Linked DNA regions of Triticum aestivum: regions 1 and 3 are each linked to region 2. Evidence: chromatin contacts called from public Hi-C data. All regions are on one chromosome and are shown on one strand. Each heading gives the region's core, a stretch centred on a gene start, on an enhancer-like site or on the middle of the called end of the contact. The rest is flanking DNA. Distances are from core to core; before and after follow the strand shown.

Region 1 (2,700 bases), core at 18-2,517, 360 kb before region 2:
AATGAACTATCTAGATATAGATATATACCTACGTCCATGTGATGGACAAAATAACCTAATTTTATGCTTTGGATGTATCCATATCTATATCTTCTATTTCAACCTTATACACCTATCCTTGTTGTATGTTTAAAAAAATCAAGAAATTGGGGTGCATTACTCATCACTGCAGCACCTGAATAAAAGTGCTACTTAGAAAAAACGTCCGTGTAATGTAACTTGAATCATTAGCTTTTACCGGAAAAGGGAAGTTCAAGACATGTGTATGCATGCCATTCTACATGTGCCCAATCGAAATCATTGAAATCGTTACAAGTAAATACACCATTTCAAAGAGAGACAAAAAAGAACACCATAGGCATGCATTTTCTAGGCTAGTGCATCACCTAAGGCGGAGATATGCCTTTTGCTTTAAGCATTGTTTAGCATGACTTAGTTTACCAAAATGAATGACCCAAGAGAGGTACACCATTTGGCATTTGCATGTTAAGTAGCACCGGTTCACATGCATGAGTCAACAACAAAACCACCAGCTGCCCATATGGTAGCATAAAAAACACTACACACACGTACAAAGTGTATGGGTGAAACGAAGCTCAAAAGAAAGTTGTTACTAGAATAAAAATAAAGCACAAATATGTCAAGTACCCATTTTTAGAATTTGCAATGAATACATCATTCATCTCGGCAGACAGAGTACTAAAGAATGAATTGGAAACTTACAACATCTTCTTGCCAAACAAAAGCTAATAGAAAATGAATACATGGTATAGCATACATTGTATCCATGATTTACCCGAAAATAGCATTAGCTTCGGGAAATTTGACAAAGAGAAGAAAGGCGAATAAGAAAACATAATCAAACATTTTCGATTAAACTAAGTACATTAGACCTAACAAGTATTTAAAGAAACCAAACATAAAATACATCTTTGTATTCACACTCTAAACGAGGGTGGGATAAATTCGACTTTCATACAATATCTCCACCCATAGAAACACAAGGTGGAATGTCATTTTAGCAGTTAGGTTAAGAGGTCTTGTAAGATGCTCCCTCCTAGCCGAACAGGACCGATGGTCTGGAGCTCTTCTGTAGGCCATAGCTGGTGTTAGCTGAAGCATTTCCCTCGTATTAATGACGTGATCCGAGCCGTCGATTTCGCAGCCGCACACAACCGTTGCGTCGATCACGGCCGTAGACGGTACGTTGTCCGCTTATAATTGCGGCCGCACCGCACAGGCCGCAGAGGCAGAGAGCAGCACGCAGGCAGGCAGGCAGGCGAGTCCTGGCTTTGGTCCTGGGGCAGACGAGACGCCAAAAATAAGAAGCGGCGAAGGGGTCGATCAAATCGGCAGAGAGAGAAGAGGGAGGGAGGGGGAGGAGCGGAGGAGGAGGCGGCTTCGACCCGCGCCGCGTTCCGGGGGGAGGGAGGCATGGAGGCGAACGGGCGCGGCGGGGACAATGACGCCGCGCGGGCGCCGCTCCTGGCGGGCCGGCGGAACTCGGTGGGGTCGATGCGCGGGGAGTTCGTGTCGCGGCTCCCCAAGAAGGTGCTCGACGCCGTCGACCCGGAGAGGCCGTCCCACGTCGACTTCTCCCGCTCCAAGGGCCTCCTGGAAGGTTCGGTTCGGTTCGGCGGGCCATCCTCCTGACCTCGCATTGCTTCTTCTCTCCTTCCTTTTCTCTTCTCTTCTCTTCTTGATTGATTGATCTGTACGTATTTTGGCAAGCACTCTGCTGGCGTTTGGCTTCCGTGGTCGTCATGTTGGCAGCATGTTAGTTACGGGGGAGGTGGCACTTTTGTGGGTTTTCTTGTTGGAGTCTCGTGGGGTGAACTGGTGCTGATTGGCTGAATGGTTGGTGGCTGTGCTTGCAGGGGCGTAGCTACGTACAGCTACCCGGTGTCACTGGCACCGGGTCCAATCTACACTTGCTTAAGATAATCCATTGATTTAGTGTGTAGGTTATTGATTTTTTGATGTGTTCTTCTATGTGGACACCGGGTAATCTTCAGTCTGGGTTCGCCCCTGTGTGCTTGTGATTCTGGATTCCGGAATTCCATGGATAATTCGATGCTTTTTTGGTCATCACCTTCCCGTTATCATGGCGGTATTGCCGGGACCAAAGGAGGTGTTTATTTTGACACTATATTTTTTTGACAAGCGTAGCAGCTATCTTACTTTGTGATGGACACACGAGCTCTCTATGTTTCGGTGCTTTGTGGTTGTTTCCTATGTTTGCAACTTGTAAACGCAAGTTATGTTTGTGTACTGGGTGACATTTCCACCTTTCTCTTTTGTTGCCTTGGTCCTGGGCACCAGGCCATGCTGCTTAAGATTGGGCCAATATCCCTTCTGTGCCCGTTCTGGTCAATACTCATTCGAATTATTTTAATTCTTTCTGTAAAAACATTTCAGGAACATAAAAATGAGCAGATGCAGTATGGCGTGGTGTGCCTCTGTTTACAGTTAACCTGAAACTGTATTGTGATTTTAGCTGTGATAGCTAGCACATTGCTCATTTCCATTTTGTTGCCTGTAATCTCTACTGACTTGCCCAACTTTGTTCCTCTCTCTGGATCTTACGGAGTAGTTCAGATACCAAAACATCAAGACAAAACAATCACTTTTCAAAGGGAGGGAACATCTAGAATCTACAATAGCGGCCGGCGTTGGTTTTTAATACCAACATCTCTGTCA
Region 2 (2,700 bases), core at 154-2,653:
TCATTTCTTCCTTTTTATTTACCAATGACTTCTTTGGATTTCATGATTCATATTTTCTTTGGAATTTTTCGTCCTTATGATTTTGCCCCTTTGAATCATAGGACTGAAGTTTTCAATCATAGGACCCTAGTTTCATGGGGGACAAAATCAACATGAGCGACATTCCTCCAAAGCTCTATGTTATGAACTATCCAAATTACGGTTATCAAGTTGATGTGTTTTAATATCTTTTAGGAATTTATCGTACATGACATTCCTATCATTTTTCTTATTCATGTGTTAAATAGAAAGCCCTAACATCCCGCACAACAATCTAAGATGTGATCCACCTGGTTGTCTTGAGAAAATAAACCTTTGTATTGTGAAAATAAAATGACACAAGCATCTTTATGTTGTCTCCATTTTATACATTCATTGTTTGCCTTCAAGATGAGATCTACTGCTAAACTCATAAACCAAAACTTTGTAATCACCTTTTCTAGGCACATCCGTGCCATCATTTTCCTCGCAGAGACCAAATCAATCTGAAAATGCCCTTATGATTCACGTGGTACTATTCTATTAATTATAGTTAGTTAGTCACATATAATAAATATTGAGTTCAATTCATTTGGCTATTTGTATTGTATATTATATATCAAGCTAATAAGATTTGATTTATTTCCTTTGAGCATCTATAGTTTGATGCTAAGTTCTAAAAGGATGTAAACTATTTTCATGTTCTCTTGGATTTTTGCACGTTGTTCTAGTGTATGAATCGACACTAGTTGAATGGGGGATGACACACTTACTTTTACAAGTGGTAACTCCGCACAATGACCATTATATCAAGCTCACAAACTACTTGTACATACACATTCAAAGTATTCACCAACCTTCGTAAGAGTGCAACGACAGATCTAAAGAACCTTGGAAAGTACAGGAAACAAAATTGCAATTTGTTCTACTAGTATTTTCATAAATAAAGCTGTAAGTTATTCTACTACTCGGGATTAGTATTTCGGTGAAAAGATCATGCATTCTCAAGTTTAGTCATTATGAACTTATGATGACACACCATGTGTTGCCTCCGAAAACAAGTGGCACATCATGTGACACCCATCGACTATGAAACGGGAATTCGGTATTCCACGAGGACCCAAGGACAAAAACACCTCACACCACACCAGATTTCGAACGCCTGTAACAATGGTAAACCACGGCGGCTGTTTTAACCAGCCCGTCTAAAATCCCGAAACCAGTAGAACGGACCCATGAGAGAAAGAGAAATCGAACCGCGCGGCCTAGCCTGACCGTGGCGGTTAAAAAACGTACGACGCCGTCGCGTTCCCTCCCCCCTCTTCCTCCTCATCTTCTTCCTTTTACCCCACCCCACCCCCCGCCCCGCCTCACCTCATCATTCCCCACCTCCCCCCCCCCCCCATCTCGCCCTCTCGCCAGCAAAAACCCCGGTGGCGCCACCACCGCGGCCGATCCGCCCCGGCCCCGGCCCCAGCTCCGGCGACGCGCCCGCCCCCTCGCTCTCCGGCCACAGGTGTCGCCGCCGGCGTCGGCGGCGGTAGATCGGGCGCGGAGACGTCGTTGCGTGTTGAGGGCCGCGGGGGGACTTGATGGCGGGGGTCGCGGCGGAGACGGCCGTGGCTTCGGCCTCGGGATCGGGGATCTGGTCGCGGCGGCGGGACGAGATCACGTTCGATCGCCTCCAGAAGGTAACGCTGCGTGGGCGTCGATTCCGTACTGTGCCGTGGTTTCATTTGAGATGTGAGAATTGGGGTTCGGCGGTGTCGTCCCTGCGAATCTGTGACTGAGCTGGCTGCCCCGCGTCTGCCTTGGATTGGCTCGGGTTCGGTGTGTAGTTCACATAAAAGGCACCGTGTCGGGGAAACCGAGGCGTTTTAGTTGGTGATATCAAAAAGGATTCGCGCCCCTTGGCCCCTCCCTACTAAGCTTAGCTTGCTTGGATTTTGATATTTATGTTCCCAGTGAATTATGGTTCTTAGATTCAACAGGATTACCCATGTGCCCCTGACGAGCATATATGTACTAGTACTAGTTACTCTGTGGGCAGCTATATTGCATTGACTTTGAGTTGGTGCATTGCTCTTCGGGACTCTAACCCTTGGAGTAGCATATTTGGTTTGGTATGTTTAAATAGGAAAACAGGATTGGGCCTTATTGATACTTCTCATTATGAGTTTGCTTTGGTATGGGTTGAATTGGAGATTTGGAGTGGTCGGTGATGGAGTCGTCTCGCAAAGGCTCGAGACACTTGATTTAGAACTGGTTTCTAATTCTTCCTCATTCGAGAAGGATATAAAGCAATAATTCTGGCATGTCATAATGCTCGATCAAGTTGGGAAAACAAAATTCTGTCAGAACACTTGAGATGTAAACTATTGGCTCAAAACAGGATAAAAATATGCTTGAAATTTTCACCGAGTTGTGATGAGACTGAGTTCATATCAACTAATCATGCACCTCACTCTCCGATCCCAAGTCTTCATACTTTACATCTTTCACTTCCTTCCATTATAGTAGGATGATAAGCTAGCAAGCACAGCAAGTGGAATTTAGATTGGATATCAAATGGTGATACAGGTAGAATAAATAAGTGTGCTTTGTTTTGTATCTCTGTCGTGGAATATTAATATGCCATGTCATTTATTGTTTTAAATTTGTTTACGTTTCTACAATGACCTT
Region 3 (2,700 bases), core at 8-2,507, 460 kb before region 2:
TGACAGTTGATTGTCCCTAGCAAAAAAGGAATGAAAAAGAAACAAGAAACACATTTTTTGGACGATGCTAGGCGTTCGCCGGCTCACGCAAAGAGCAGATTGGCTGGCTTTCGAGCCGTTAGATTTCGTGTGTGACATGCGTCTGATCTAACCACGTCAGCCATTCAGTGTGACCTGCGGGTTTGCAACGTAGACCATGTTGCGCTTGCCGACTGCAACGTTGGCCATGTTGCGCTCGCTGAGTCCAACATGGGTCATGTTGCACTCGTCGATCTGCAACTTGCCCGCAATTGCAATCGCTCTACAACACAGATACCGTTGTGACCGCAGCATGGACGACGTTGCAACTCGTAGTCGTTTAGGCCCGCCGACAAGCACTAGCACTCCGCAACATGGACAATGTTATGTCCGCATCACAACCACCTTGTAACATCGAGCCACATCACTGGATATAAGGTTGTTGCAGTAGCCGTCGACCTTGCAATCATGGAGAGACTTGGGGAGATACCTCTAGACCCTCTAGACCTTGACCTAGACCAAGCGACCACACGGGGATGGGAGATAGTTCATGTGCAACAACTAATAGAAAAAGAGACACGATGAGAGACACTTATGTAGCTACTAGAAAGAGAGGGCTCAGAGCTCATCGGCACCTATGCCCATGGTGGAAATGGTAGAAAGAAAAATGAGCATGAGAAGTGAGGGGATAAGGATGGCGGTGATAGGATAGGAGAGAACGAGAGAGAAGATAAGGTTTCACGAAGCTTCCATTCCGTCTGCTCCGACTTCACATGGTCCCTTTGTTGAAACGATCCAACTGCTAGCTACACAGTTGACGAAAGTGTGGATGAGTCTGTAGATTCGTGACATTTTCCTTTTATTTTTCAGTTTATTTTTTTGAGAGATTTCTTTTTGAGTTTAACTTTTTGGCGGGTTTTATGAGTTTAACTGGAAACACAGTTTTTTTTTAGAAAAACCAGATACATAGATTTTTTTTTGAGGGGTACCAGATACATAGATACCCAGCCTCAGCGCTACAAGGACCAGCCCGACCTAAAATCGCCTGCGGCCCACGCTTCTGTAGATTTCTTTCCACGAGACTGTCCATTTAAAAAAAATGAGACTGTCCATTTCTTCACTCCTTTTTTCTTTGAGGGAGTCCATTTCTTCACTCGACACAGGACGCAGAGCACCCACTCACTGGGCCTTGGCTAGAACAATGAATTCACAAGTCCAGCCGCGCTCTCCGGCTCCAAAGCCCCGTTCAGCAGCCCAGCCCACTCCCCACACACCCCTCTTCCTCAGACCAAACCCTAGCTTCCCAGACCCCTATAAAATGCCTCACCCGCCGCCGCCGCCGCCTCAACACCCTTCGCCAAAATGCAGATCTTCGTCAAGACCCTCACGGGGAAGACCATCACCCTCGAGGTTGAGAGCAGCGATACCATCGACAATGTCAAGGCCAAGATCCAGGACAAGGAGGGTGAGTATCTTCTTCTCAGATGTTCTTCTTTCCTTTTTCTTTCATTTCTGCCGGCCGCCGTGGCTAATCTCTGTTTTGTTCCGGCAGGGATCCCGCCGGACCAGCAGCGGCTGATCTTCGCCGGCAAGCAGTTGGAGGACGGCCGCACCCTTGCCGACTACAACATCCAGAAGGAGTCGACCCTCCATCTCGTCCTCAGGCTCCGCGGAGGCATCATCGAGCCATCCCTGCAGGCTCTTGCCCGCAAGTACAACCAGGAGAAGATGATCTGCCGCAAGTAAGTGCAGTCGTCTGACATGCCAGCTCGTTTCTTTACGTTTGACCACATATCATTTCAGAATTAATTTTTCTCTCTGTTAGATGTAAAATATCTCTTGTGAATGATTTACATATAGTGAGATTTGATATCACTAGAATATGTTTTTAGATGCCTTGCACAGCAGTTGTTTTCAAGAGTAAGAATAGAAATATGTCCGATTTTTCGGTTGAGCCCACGTTTTCATCGTATAAACTCCTCTTAGCTATTGCTACTTTTGGAAATGAGTTAGTCATCTTAGCATGATGCGTCAGGGTACATAGTTTTAGTTTAGTTTTATCATGCCGCGCTGACTTTTAAACTGGTAAAATAAACCCACAATGTACTATTTAGCTACCTTGATGTAGCACCCATTTCAATCTTCTCATCAAGAAAATCCATACCCACATTATTCTTTTTGCTGTTTTATTTGTGAACTTGTACTTTGTATCATGTCCTTTTGTTATATTTATGGACCTGGGTATTGTAATGAGATAACCTAGAGCATTCTTCAATAAAGAGTTCAAGTGGGCGTTTCTTGTGGGCTCTTGCATTTTCTGCTGCTCAGAGTTTGGCATTCATGGCAATGAATTATTGGCTCGATGATCTTTTACTGTATAGTCTTTCTCTCTCGCGGTTCCTTGTGAAGTCTATTCCTTTGGGTGAAGAACTAAGCGGGATTTAGTTTCTGCAACTTTGTTCTTCATCTAAAGGTTGAGATAGAAGGATGCGCTGAGATTGGGGATCCTCAACTGGGAGGCAGGAGGAGTCTCTTCTGAAGGATCTTCCCATGTGGAAAAAACTGGCCTTCACTGAGAGCCTCAATGGAATCCTTGTTTCATGATGAATTCTGATTGATAATGTTTGGGTTTTAGGTCGATTTGTCTGCCCTTTCCGACCTTCTCAATTTTGCTGGTTATTT

The links. Hi-C and Micro-C count contacts between places; a contact is called where the count stands out from the background.
Region 1: a Hi-C map of leaf shows a contact between it and region 2, with 7 times the contacts expected there. The contact joins the promoter of LOC123098144 here to the promoter of LOC123098145 in region 2. A contact is called at or near these places in 3 of 5 Hi-C or Micro-C datasets (all in leaf).
Region 3: a contact with region 2 is called in a Hi-C map of leaf, with 6 times the contacts expected there. The contact joins the promoter of LOC123098143 here to the promoter of LOC123098145 in region 2. A contact is called at or near these places in 2 of 5 Hi-C or Micro-C datasets (both in leaf).

What each region holds. Positions count from the first base shown.
Region 1 is chr4D:394,429,285-394,431,984 of IWGSC CS RefSeq v2.1, forward strand. LOC123098144 (metal tolerance protein 4) reads left to right here and starts at 1,268. Exons shown (of 7, transcript XM_044520044.1): 1 at 1,268-1,621. The coding sequence starts at 1,435.
Region 2 is chr4D:394,789,122-394,791,821 of IWGSC CS RefSeq v2.1, forward strand. It overlaps LOC123098145, which reads left to right and starts at 1,404. Exons shown (of 8, transcript XM_044520045.1): 1 at 1,404-1,709. The coding sequence starts at 1,611.
Region 3 is chr4D:394,329,154-394,331,853 of IWGSC CS RefSeq v2.1, forward strand. It overlaps LOC123098143 (ubiquitin-60S ribosomal protein L40-1), which reads left to right and starts at 1,258. Exons shown (of 3, transcript XM_044520043.1): 1 at 1,258-1,483; 2 at 1,571-1,760. The coding sequence starts at 1,381.